Regions from separate parts of the Mus musculus genome. Here all the other regions are linked to region 4. Evidence: chromatin contacts called from public HiChIP or PLAC-seq data. All regions are on one chromosome and are shown on one strand. Each heading gives the region's core, a stretch centred on a gene start, on an enhancer-like site or on the middle of the called end of the contact. The rest is flanking DNA. Distances are from core to core; before and after follow the strand shown. Region 1 has its middle 18 kb from the start of Gm24612. Region 2 has its middle 23 kb from the start of Gm24612. Region 3 has its middle 56 kb from the start of Gm24612. Region 4 has its middle 60 kb from the start of Ccl1.

The links. HiChIP or PLAC-seq counts read pairs in DNA pulled down with a chosen protein or histone mark.
Region 1: a RAD21 HiChIP or PLAC-seq map of pro-B cells shows a contact between it and region 4, with 12 times the contacts expected there. The contact joins two enhancer-like sites. A contact is called at or near these places in 4 of 15 datasets of contacts at CTCF or cohesin (embryonic stem cells, hippocampal excitatory neurons, large pre-B cells and 1 more), 88 of 484 Hi-C or Micro-C datasets (the 63-12 cell line, B cells, the Ba/F3 cell line and 47 more) and 3 of 115 datasets of contacts at active chromatin or transcription factors (astrocytes, embryonic basal ganglia and large pre-B cells).
Region 2: a RAD21 HiChIP or PLAC-seq map of pro-B cells shows a contact between it and region 4, with 7 times the contacts expected there. The contact joins two enhancer-like sites. A contact is called at or near these places in 2 of 15 datasets of contacts at CTCF or cohesin (large pre-B cells and pro-B cells), 10 of 484 Hi-C or Micro-C datasets (cerebellum, cortical neurons, embryonic stem cells and 3 more) and 2 of 115 datasets of contacts at active chromatin or transcription factors (embryonic basal ganglia and large pre-B cells).
Region 3: a RAD21 HiChIP or PLAC-seq map of pro-B cells shows a contact between it and region 4, with 5 times the contacts expected there. The contact joins two enhancer-like sites. A contact is called at or near these places in 2 of 15 datasets of contacts at CTCF or cohesin (large pre-B cells and pro-B cells) and 6 of 484 Hi-C or Micro-C datasets (the C10 cell line, embryonic fibroblasts, embryonic stem cells and 2 more).

The regions. Positions count from the first base shown.
Region 1 is chr11:82,612,408-82,615,347 of GRCm38.p6, forward strand. No RefSeq gene overlaps it. Among named protein-coding and RNA genes, the nearest start is that of Gm24612, 18 kb to the left of the region's middle. Within about 2 kb of position 1,309, at least 4 of the 459 cell types and tissues checked have an H3K27ac peak or open chromatin away from gene starts, as enhancers often do. A contact at or near this core is called in the P5424 cell line and pro-B cells, where this site is marked.
Region 2 is chr11:82,572,019-82,574,718 of GRCm38.p6, forward strand. No RefSeq gene overlaps it. Among named protein-coding and RNA genes, the nearest start is that of Gm24612, 23 kb to the right of the region's middle. Within about 2 kb of position 1,258, at least 4 of the 459 cell types and tissues checked have an H3K27ac peak or open chromatin away from gene starts, as enhancers often do. A contact at or near this core is called in pro-B cells, where this site is marked.
Region 3 is chr11:82,539,006-82,541,829 of GRCm38.p6, forward strand. No RefSeq gene overlaps it. Among named protein-coding and RNA genes, the nearest start is that of Gm24612, 56 kb to the right of the region's middle. Within about 2 kb of position 1,311, at least 9 of the 459 cell types and tissues checked have an H3K27ac peak or open chromatin away from gene starts, as enhancers often do. A contact at or near this core is called in pro-B cells, where this site is marked.
Region 4 is chr11:82,238,267-82,240,982 of GRCm38.p6, forward strand. No RefSeq gene overlaps it. Among named protein-coding and RNA genes, the nearest start is that of Ccl1, 60 kb to the left of the region's middle. Within about 2 kb of position 1,390, at least 9 of the 459 cell types and tissues checked have an H3K27ac peak or open chromatin away from gene starts, as enhancers often do. A contact at or near this core is called in the P5424 cell line and pro-B cells, where this site is marked.

The DNA.
Region 1 (2,940 bases), core at 59-2,558, 370 kb after region 4:
ACACTCAGGATACATATGTCACTGAATTCCCATGCAAGGACAAGGAAGTTAGAGGACAGGGAAGAAGTGTTCTTCCTGAAGCCAGAGAGCCAGGCTCCAGCACCCATGTTTCCACCCCAAGGTTGTACGCTGCAGGATGTCTGTGTCCTGCCCCAATTCCCTCACACTGCCACCTCATGCATCATAGACACAGCATCCACTAGTTGCTGAGATGTGACCACCTAGTGTCTGCCATGCAGCAAGAACATACAGGACTGTCTAGAGCCTGTGTCAGGAAGAAGGCCATTTTTGTCCCCTTTTGTGATTATGTAAGACTAGCATCATCATCAGCTCATGATGTCTCCAGCTCTAGGCTGGGGGACTTCAGTTCTCTGGGTCCTCAGACTCAGTGAAAGGAAGTACAATTGACAGATCTGGGACCTGGTAAGATGGCTCAGCACAGAAAGGTACTTGTACCCAAGCCTTATTACTGGAATTCAATGCCTGGGACCCACAGGATGGAAGGAAAGCATCAACTCCTACAACTTGTGCTCTGACCTCCATATGGGCACTGTGGTGCATACGCATGAACCTGCACACATGCACATAAAATATATACCTAAATAAATGTAATAAAACAATGGACAGACCTGCCTCCTCCTGGATGCCTGGAGTGGGGACAGGCACCATGTAGGTGGTCATGTTACTGCATGGGGCCGTGCTATGGCTTCTCCTCTGGTCCCCAGATACCACCTTCTCCCCTTTACAATGCTGTCACTCACCCTGTTTGAACCCTTCATAGCTTCTTGCTACCGTCATGACAAAATCCCAACCAGTCCTGCTGACAAGATTCCCCCCAGCTTGCTCTGGACAGCGCTCTTGGCTCTAAATGTTGCTGCAGCACCAGGGATACATGAACGCATCACTGTTTCAAGCCCTCTAGGACTTTGTCCAAGTTACTTCCTCTACCCAAATTGTGTGAAGAGATACCATAGCAAACTCTTTATCTATCCTCCAAAACCCTACTCATGTATCATCTTCCTGGAGGCTTTCTTTACCATCTCCTCTCCCCCAACACAAACTAAAATAATATTTCACTTACTTATACTTCACTAGTTATAAAATGTACCATTTAATTATTAGGTGTTGCTTTTCATAATATTTAGCATTTGTTAACTATACTAATACTATAGCCCAGGCATTTTTCTAAACATGTATCGTTTTTACTTCAAGTATCCAAACCCATAAGCTGGGTCTGTTAGTTGTTCCTACCTTAAACCTAGGCAGGTTTGCCACTGCCTCTACCACTAGAGGGCAGCAGAGGCGACACTCAGCAGCTAGGTTATAGAAGGAAGTCACTTCCTTCCTCCTACCCACCCATCCATCACAAACCGGCTCCCCGTGCACCCCCCCCCAGTCACCCCCCCCTCCCAATTCCTGTTCCCACCCCGTTCCCCTGCTCATTCTCTCGATACTTTCTCTTCAGACTCACCTATCACCAGTCAGAATGTGCCATTCAAAAAGGAGTCCCAGCCCGGGAGCTGCATGAGCTAGCGAATGAGGACCTTCCAGATGTTTCCAGCCACTTGTACCACCTTGAATATTGAAGCTCTCCATGGTGGAGTAGGAGCGAGCACCTCACAGCGCCCTTTCCCAATTCCCATCTCCTGCTGACAGACCCAACCAGAACCGAGGAAAGGGTGATGCTTGGACGCTTGCTACATACAGTACAGTAACAATTACACCAGGTCACAGCTGCCCCATCGCTTAGATGAGATGGCCGAGATGACAGCCTGAAGCAGTTGGTTCTCTGATTCCACCATGCGGGTCCTAGGGATCAAAGTCCAATTTGTCTGGAGTGGCAGCAAGCGCCTTTACCCGCTGAACCATCTCGTCTTCTAGCATCAGTTTATTTATTGCCCCCTCCCAACCCCAGTGGGCATATACTGTTTATTCCCATAAGGAAACCAGGTCACTAAAAGGTCAGGAGACTTGACCAAACCAGCCATGGTAGAACAGATCTGACCTTCATTTTCTGTCCCCACCTTGAGCGTTCAGCATAACATACGGCTATGACCACAGAGTGCTCAGCAAAGCACATGACCTAGGATTGTAAACCCCGATTGGTCAAGCCAAACGAGCAGCTGGGTATGTGGGCCCAGGGGTCCCAGAGGGAGGCTAAGCCCTTCCTCAAGCAGTGGGGAAGCCCCTCCCTTCACTGGAAGTTTAGCATGGGTCCTGAAGCCCGGCACCATGAGGTCCCTGGAGGTACTTGCCACCTCCAGTTTGGCTTGTCATTTCTGTCTTGTAGGAAGAAGAGACCCAGGTCTGATGGCAGTTATTTCATTGAGATGTCCGCGCTTTTCGCGCCCACCCTTTAAAGCTGACATAAAAGTATCCAAAGTGGGGAGGGCTTTTTACTTGGTGTCATAAAAGCCATTGGCAGACATTTTCCTGGAAGGAGAGAAACAGCCTAGAATTCCAGTGACTCACACAATCTGGGAGTGTCTCCGAAGCTGGTGTGGGCATCTGAGGGTTACCGATGGGCTATAGGAGGCTTTAGGCTCCTGGCGTGAGAAGACTGCAGCTGGGCCCGCACAAAGTGATACTTAATGCTTTTGAGTTCAAGAGTGAATTAGGAATGCTCACAGGCCTGGCTGCCCCCATGGCAGGAGAGACATTGGTTGGAGCATAATGTGGCCTAGATTAGAACTGGACCATGAGACACACTGAGTCATGCCAGTCTCAGTCTGAGCTTTTGCGATTCCTGTTTCTCTGTGAGAAGGGGCTTTAGCCTAAGCACAGATCCCCTCCCCCTTACCTGAAAGACATCCACTCCTCACACTTCCTCTCACAGCATTGACAAACACCTCAGGGTTTCCTCGAGGTAGACCAGTACTCTCTGGGCTCTGCAGGGAGCACCATGGGTATCTGCAGTTGTGACTCGGGGCCTCAGGGCCT
Region 2 (2,700 bases), core at 8-2,507, 330 kb after region 4:
TACAGGTTTATTTTTAATTAGTTCATAATATGCTACAGATGGTGTGGTTGGCCGATAGGACCAAGTTTAACATTGCAAGAGGAAGAGGTTTTTTTTTTGTTTTGTTTTGTTTTTTTCCATCCTAACAGTTAAACTCTGAGCCATGGAACTAGGTGCAACTGGAATTGATCTAAAGACATGAATTCAAGCCAGTAGGCAGGGACTAAACATTTCTAATATCCCTTTCCCATGCCCTCCACAGCAACCTGAGCATGAATCCTATGGTGCCTGAAAGCAATGAGCAGAAAAGAAATTTCTCAATTAACAGCAAAATGCCCTCAGACCAAATAAGTAGACTGAGGCTCTGTGTAGCAGACAATGCTGGGTTTGGAGTCTGGAAGCTATTTCCAAACATACCTCTTCAAGGGAAGATTCATGGGACTTCAGGAAAGGTCATAGGGCTCCCTCCAAACCTGGGCAGGAAGCAGGGCTGGAGATAGGTTAGGGGACACGTGTGACTCACTTGTGACATAGCCATGTGAGTGCCCGCCCCAACTGTCTTTCATCTCAAAGCCTGGGATGGGGCCCAGGTGCCCACAGTTGTTGCAGGCGTCATCCCTTGGTTGGGGGCAGGGAAGAATTCAGGATGAGACCAGAGACTGGGTTAAGAGGATCTACCTGAAGAAGGAGGTGGATATCCAAGAGGCAAGACCACGGCCCTCTTAACCGCTGTGCAGTGACTCTGCCTTTCCCCTGGATTCAGCTAAGTCTCTCCACCCTGGTGGAGCTCTTAGGGAGTACTGGACACACCTCTTAGATGTCACTGCTTCTCGCCTCAGTGGCTGCTCCCTTCCAGAGACTCCCTCCTCCTCAGGGCCACTTCAGCTCCTTTCTAGCTCCTCTGCCTGGTTCCTAAGTCTCAGGGTGACCAGCTCCAACCTTCCATGTGAACCCCATTTCCAGAGACTCTAGAATTCACATGGCCCTTCTTCACTTATGTGCTGGCCTGAATTATGCATGACTTTCCTAGGTCAATGGCTTCCCAGTGCAACCAAAACAGAACCAAATGGCACACTATGTTATGCCACCCAACAGGTTCCCTGGAGAGACCCTACCTATGACAGCAAAAGGCGTGTTGGAAGTTTGCTCAGATGATGTATTCTCAGGATCTACCAGTAGGGAAAGAAGGAAGCGAGACCCGAACTGCTGATACCACCACAGCCTAGCAGAGCCCACAGGAGATACACACAGCTGTCCCAGGCAGGGAGTCAAATGTAAGCTGTTTTTCCCAGAAGCAAGGCATGACCCCTGCTGGACCAGGTGGCTCTTCTTCAGCTCCCTGTGGTTTCCTGAGAGGGACTCAGCTGCCCGGGGATGACTGCCACCCATGCAGAGTCCAGTACATACAACTGCAAGGCTGGTATGACCTGCCTCACCCCCAGTGCCTCTTTCCCCACCTCCCCAACACCTGCTGTGCTCTGCTCTCCCACATTGACCTTTATCTGGCCAACCTCAAGGCCTCTCTGCTTTTGCTGCTTCCTCTGTGCCTCAGTTACCTCATCTGTGAAGTGGGTAAGATAAGCATTCCTACCTCACACCCTGTTGAGGCTTCCCCACACCACAGAGGCATTACACCTTCAGAAGTGACAGAGGATTGGAAGGAAGGAAGTTTCCCTCCCTTCTCATTAAAGCATGGCTGTCCTGTCTCCAGGCCTTGTCTCCAGAGCCACTTTCTCAGACACGCCCTTACCACCCTTGCCAGGCACGTACTCACCCGATCTCCCAAGTTATCTTACTCATAGTACTAACAGTCCCTAATATAGTCATATTACTTTGCAACAGCCATCTTCATTGGAGGTCATTTTGTCCCCCATGAGACCTAGGAAATATCTAGAAACACATCTGGATATCACATCTAGGCAAGGAGTGCTGCCAGCACCCATGGGTAGAGGACAGGAGTGCACAGCACAACCTCTACAGGTGTCCTCAGAATGGAGGCTGGGATGTCCTGTCTTCCTGTTTGCTTTGCTTCCTCCTGAGAAAGTCTGTCTCATTCTCTCTCAGGCCCACCATGTTCATATCTTGTTAACTGGCAGAGCCTACAACAGCCTTCATGTAGCAGAGGGTCTAAAGAGGTTTGCAAAGGAGGTGACCTACTTTTCAGCTACATCATCTTTGTTGTTGAAATCCATTTGCCCTTTGCTCTTTTGTGAAGCAACAAACACAATCATGGAACAGAACCAGTCGCCATGGGCATGCCTCTAACCACAGCATTCATGAAGCAGAGACAGGAGGATGGATGCAAGTTTGAGGCCAGTTTAACTTACATAGCACATTCCAGGGCTACATAGTGAGAACCTGCCTTCAAAATAAAACAAAGAAGCCATTCATGTAACTGGCTTGTACCAAGATCGTCCTTAGACCCATATTAAGGTGACAGATGTTCTGTATACTTGACCTTTGAGACCTGCTCACACATCACTTCCCTGTGAAGCATGCCCCGACCTTGCCCTGTAACTCCTACCTTCACTAAGCCATCCCTGTCTCCACTCTCTCTCCAACCCCAAAGCCCCAACCCGCTGAGCGGCAGTGAAGTTAGCTGGAAATGCCAGGCAGCTCTTGGCCATGTCGGATTCCCTCCCACGTTGGTAACAAATCATTTGCAAAGGGTCTTCTGCCTTCCTGAGATGACATTCATATCTAGCATAAACGACCTAGACA
Region 3 (2,824 bases), core at 61-2,560, 300 kb after region 4:
TCCATCTTGATGACTGAGCACACAGGTCTGAGTCCTATGCACATACAGAGAAGCAGGGGTCGGGTGTCAAGCGTCTGCTCTGGAGGATGGAGCTGCCATCACATAGAGGGGTGGATAGATAATAGACTGCCAAGCCCTAGCCCAGGTTCCTCATTCTGTACCCTGGGCTGGAGCCAAGCTGGTACTTTAATGCATGCTGGACTAGACTATGCCTTTGAGAGCCCCAGTTAAAAAATGGATCAGCAAATTAGATTAATATTCCCTGTGCTCTGGCTCCTCCCGGTAATAAAATTATAAGTCCGTTCCTTTTGCCATAAGACTGGGTAGGACACATGATTCTGCCCCACTGGGCATGACTACCAAGCTTACTCTACAGATTCCATATTGAAAATCAGCAAGATCAGTAGGCAACGATCAATATCCTATCCTGATACTGTGAGGTACAGGTAGGGACATCCATGCCATAGTCAGAGGCCTTAATGGGCCACTTGGACTTCTGCAGTCTGCCATGGAAAAACAAGCTTTGGAGAATTGCCGGCCCCAGAATGAGGGTCATGGGCTTAGACCATGGCTTCAAACAGAGCTGCCCCTCCCCCAGCTGAAGCCTTGTTCCTGAGAATGGTGTTTGTGGTTCTAAGTCTTGAAGACCTGGGATTATTTGTTGTTATATGGCATTATTATAGCAGAAAACTGTCAGATTCAGGGGCTTTTCAGGACACGCCAAGGAATTGATTTCTACAGATAGGAGCTAAATGTAAAATAGATCCAACTGGGCAAAACTGGAGACAAGGAGGTTAGGTGGGAGACTGTTGCCACATGAGATAAATAATAATCACCGGGAGAGCAGCAAGATGGATCCATTCGTGCAGAACAGGAACACGAGACAGTCCATGCTATCCTCAGAAAGACCACCACAGGACAAGAGCAAAAGAAGACACAGCTACCCCAGCACCCACTGCCTCACCTGACTCAAGCCCTGTTGGGCTGCAGTCCTGGGCAAGCTGTCCCCCAGAGAGCAGCTTAAGAGCATCGGGGTGAAGTGGGTGTTGGGAGGCTGAGAAGCAATTTGTGACTTTCTCTGATTTGTTTGGTTCTAAGCCAGTCATAGATGAGCTTCGCCCACAACTGGTGGTCTTTTAATTTAATTGTGTGGTGCTGGGCTGGCTCCCCCCTCTCTAGCAAATACATCAAAATTGTCACATCGTAAATAAACAGCCCTCTTCTCCCACGCGACACCCACCATCCCCATCACTGGCATGCAAGCACAGCTGCAGCTGCTGCAGGAGGGAAGGAAGGCTGCAAGGGGCTGGGTCCCTGGAGACAGTGGGGGCTTGGGTCCCTGGGGACAGCTGGAACTGGGAGAGCCTCACAGCCAACTGGGTCCCTGAGGAGGCTCAGGAACCACCTCTCTGAGGCTTTTCATCTGAAAGTGAGTCTTAACCTGAGTCAAGTTAAATCATAGCTTCACCCTGGGCTATAAAGTGGGAAAGTATTTGAGGAAATACAGAGCATCGCCAGGTGTAGCCTCAAGCCTTCAGCAAGCTCCCTCTCTGTGTGATCTTGGGAAAAATTACTTAACCACTCTCTCCCTTGACAACCTGATCAGTGAAATAGTGAGAATAAGGGAGACCTGCTCCACATTGTTCTAAGATAAATAAAAGGCCTGGAACAGAGAAGTGGGGGATAGTTGGTCATGTTACAGATGGGAGAAAAGAGGCTTGGGTATCCCCCAGTTCTCAGGCTCCTGAGCAACAAGAGGGGGAGCAGCCTTAATGGAGATCTGACAGACAAGAATTCTCAGTTGAGTTGTCTCTCTGGGAAAGCACCCCTTCCTGTGAGATTTTTACCCTGTATCCACCCATATGCACAGGAATAGTGAGGGGCCTGACCTGACCTGAGAGCTCTCTGCTGATAATGATGGGCCATGAGAAGTGGGTGCCACTTGCCACTGCTGCACGCTCACAGGGCAGGAAAGGGTTAACAGCCTTTTGACTGGGCACAGGAGACAATGGTAAGATAAGATCAGATCAGAAATTCCTTCTAGGAATAACAATGACTCAGCTCGTACTGCCGATGTGCCAGGAGTAGAGCTGTGAAGAAAGCGGACTATGGGCCTCCTTCCTCAGAGCATCCATTCCATGTGCTGTGACACAAAGCCTATGGGCTCCAGCATCAGGCTTTCTGGCTTTGGCTTTGGATCCACCATCTTTCTGAGCTTTACAGAGCACTGAATAGCTTCCCTAGCCCAGGCTCCTCGCTTGGGGCATACATGCCTGCCTTGGCACTTTTAGTGTGAGAACCAGATACCTTCCAGCTTCCAGCAGGCCTCCTTAAGGGCTGGGTTAGGTTTCATGCTGTTTCAGTTATTTGACAGAGACTTCTGGCTGCCTACCTTCTTCACTGGTAGCAGAAACCCTCCGTTCTGACGGAACCTCCAGAATGGATCAGATCCCCCAGCCTCCCTTGCATCTCAGTTTTGGACCGCGGTGTAGGAGACCTGAGTCTGGCATGTGCTCTTAGAGCAGGTGGCAATACGGCTGTCCAGCTCCCTGCTGCCTTTCTTCCTTCCTGCTGGTGGAAGGCCAGACCCTGGTGGACGGTGCTGAGTCCTGGTGACCACACTAAGAAGGGCAACAGCCTAGGGAGCAGTGAAGCAAGCACCCCAGGACACCTGTTACACGGGACTGCTGGTGAGCAGCCTAGGGTCTTGAGAAGAAAACAAATCTTGGATCTTGCTGAAGCCACTGTCACTTTGACTTTGGATTCCAGTGATAATGGGATCTGCCACCTGCAGCACCACAGCCTGTCACTGCTGCTCACCTGT
Region 4 (2,716 bases), core at 140-2,639:
TTTGCCTCTGAACACATCACCCTCACTTTGCGCTCCCAGGTCCATCCAGGCTGTACTTCCTGTCTTGGCTGCTGCTACCTCCTCCAAGGCCTGCCTCAGGGAACTTTTCCTCCAGGACACCTTCAACAACTTCCTTGTTTACACTCATGTTTGCTTCCCTGTTTCGCCGAGGCAAAGCTCCTCGAAGACAGAAATTCAAACTTCTGCATGCATCCTGCCTGACAGGGAAGGGGATGCTCATTTGTTTCCAGGTTAATAAACTTGAAGTGAAAAGAGGTTTTACTGAGGAGCTGGGAGGGCACACTATGTGCATGACTGTGGGAGCTATGAGGGCACACTATGCACATGACTATTTATCAGTTGGCTGCTGATACAAAACAACCACAAGTCCCCAGTGGTTTGTATCAATGAGTATTTGGTATCTAGGGTATATTCAACCAAGCTGACTTGGAACTGATCTAAATTCAGCTGTGCAATTATCCACTGGGCCACAGTAGCTAAGCAGCCCCGTCCCCCCCCCCCCCACTAAAGCAGTGGTTCTCAACCACTTGAGAGATCCTCTCAGCCTCTCTCACTTGAGAGAGCTCACAGTCCCTTGGAGAGGATCAAATAACTCTATCCTAGGGGTGGCTTAAGACCACCAGAAAACATATTGTTTACATTAGGACTCATAACAAGAAGCAAAATTATAGCTATGAAGGAGCAACAAAAATAATTGTATGGTTTTTGTGGTTGGGGGTCACCATGATGTGAGGAGCTATATTAGAGTTGCAGCATTAGGAAGACTGAGGACCACTACTTTAGAGGATGGAGCTGGAGCTCCTATCCTCTACCCCAGACGGTGGGCTGGCCAGGACATAGGCATCGCACAGCAGTGAAGGGGAACAAGAGGGATGCCTGGCCACATAAACCCACGTCATGCCCATGTTTGTGTGGCATTGCTAATATATTGCAGACCAGGACTTGAAAAGCCCAGTGGGGAAGCCTGGAAGCCTGGTCCTCACACAGCAGAGCCATAGAAGGGAGCAGGTAGGGTGCTCAGAGAAGGGACCAAGGTTTTGACTGACCACGTGGGGTTCCCATCACACGGCACAGGACCCCAGAGTGATGAGGCCCCGGGAGGGATGGGATCAGAACTGTTCAGTTCTACACACTTTATTCAACTTCACCCTGACCCAGTAAAAGGAACACCTGCATTAACTACCCAGCAGCAGGGACAGGAAATGATGTGAGCCCTTGAGTGACAGCCCAGAAGGCAAGCTGAGGGTCAGAGCTAAGGCTGAGGAACAGAGTAAAGTCAACTTTGGACACCTGCTCGCTCTAGGTAAGGGTGACGTGGGGGTGGGGACAGACCAGTGTCTCTTCCTGCTGGTGACTCTTTCCTGTCCCCACCCTCCTGAGAGTGTCATTGCTGGTCAACCTCTACCCACTTCTTTCTCCTCAGTGTGGAAACTCTGAAACCTTCCCTCTGAACCTCGAGTCAGTCAGTGCCATTAAAAACACCAACGCTTTGGGGCAGAGGTGTGACTAGAAGGAGGTGGCTGGCAGGTAGGAGACTCTCTCTCCATAAAGCCTGGAACCAGATACTGAGAGTTAGCCAGTATAGCTGGATAATACAAAAGAGCCTTTATTGGGATCAGAAATGCATGGGTTCCAATCATGCTCCCCCCACCCCACCCCCATTGGCAAGTTGAATAACTAAGGCAACACATGAACTCTCTGATCCTCCAAGTTCTTGTATGTAAAATGGGTTATCATAACCTTGTGCAGTGCTGTGAGGGGTGCCCCAAAAGCTAGAAGAACATACCTGTAAGGCACCCAGCATGGTGCAAGGGCCAACACAGGACCTCAACATGGGCAACATATTGGCTACTTTCCTTTTGCGTGTTTTTGAGGCTCAACTGTGGATTCTCTCTGTGTGTCTGTCTCCCTCTCTGTCTCTGTCTGTCTGTCCAGCGCTCTTTCTGTCTCTGTCTCTGTCTCTGTCTCTGTCTGTCTCTGTCTCTCTGTCTCTGTGTGTGTGTGTGTGTGTGTGTGTGTGTGTGTGTGTGTGTATGTGTGTGTTAGGAATCTTCAAGGCCTTGCTACCTCCAAACCCGCCCCCAAAATGCATATAGTTAAAATACCTGCCAAGGATTTAATAACTTCATCAACTAATTCTCTCCAGATCCAAGGTCTATATCCGGCCAGGGCGGTTTGAAGCCCACAGACATGACCCAATTGTTCTAAGAATCCACCCCTCCCCTTCATCAGCTCTACAGACAAGGCTCCTGTCCATTTCCAATTACCCATCCCTCGGAATTTTTTTTTTCTTCTTTTCCTTGTTAAAGACCAATTTTACAAAGCACTTCAGCGGCTCAGCCGTTTTTATCATCATCATTAATTTTATTTCCCTTCTCATTTATTAATGGGCCAGGCAGCTTTCAAGTATCTCTCTTGCCCTGGTGTATTTGTGAAATGCCCTTCTCATTCCCTCTGGCGGTCCTGGGGCTCTCCACAGCCTGCATTTCTTCCCTTGGCTGCCCTTCTGTCTCCCCGAAGCCTTTGCTGACTCCAGATCTTTCTTGCTGGGCACCCGCCTATCTTCTGCCACCCGCCATATCTCCCTCTCTATGCTTAGTGCAGGTCTGGCCCCGGGAGGTCTCTCTACTAGGGCTCACAGGGCTCCATCCATAACTGGGGTGCCAGTTAAGCTGCACACACTCTGGAAGCAGAG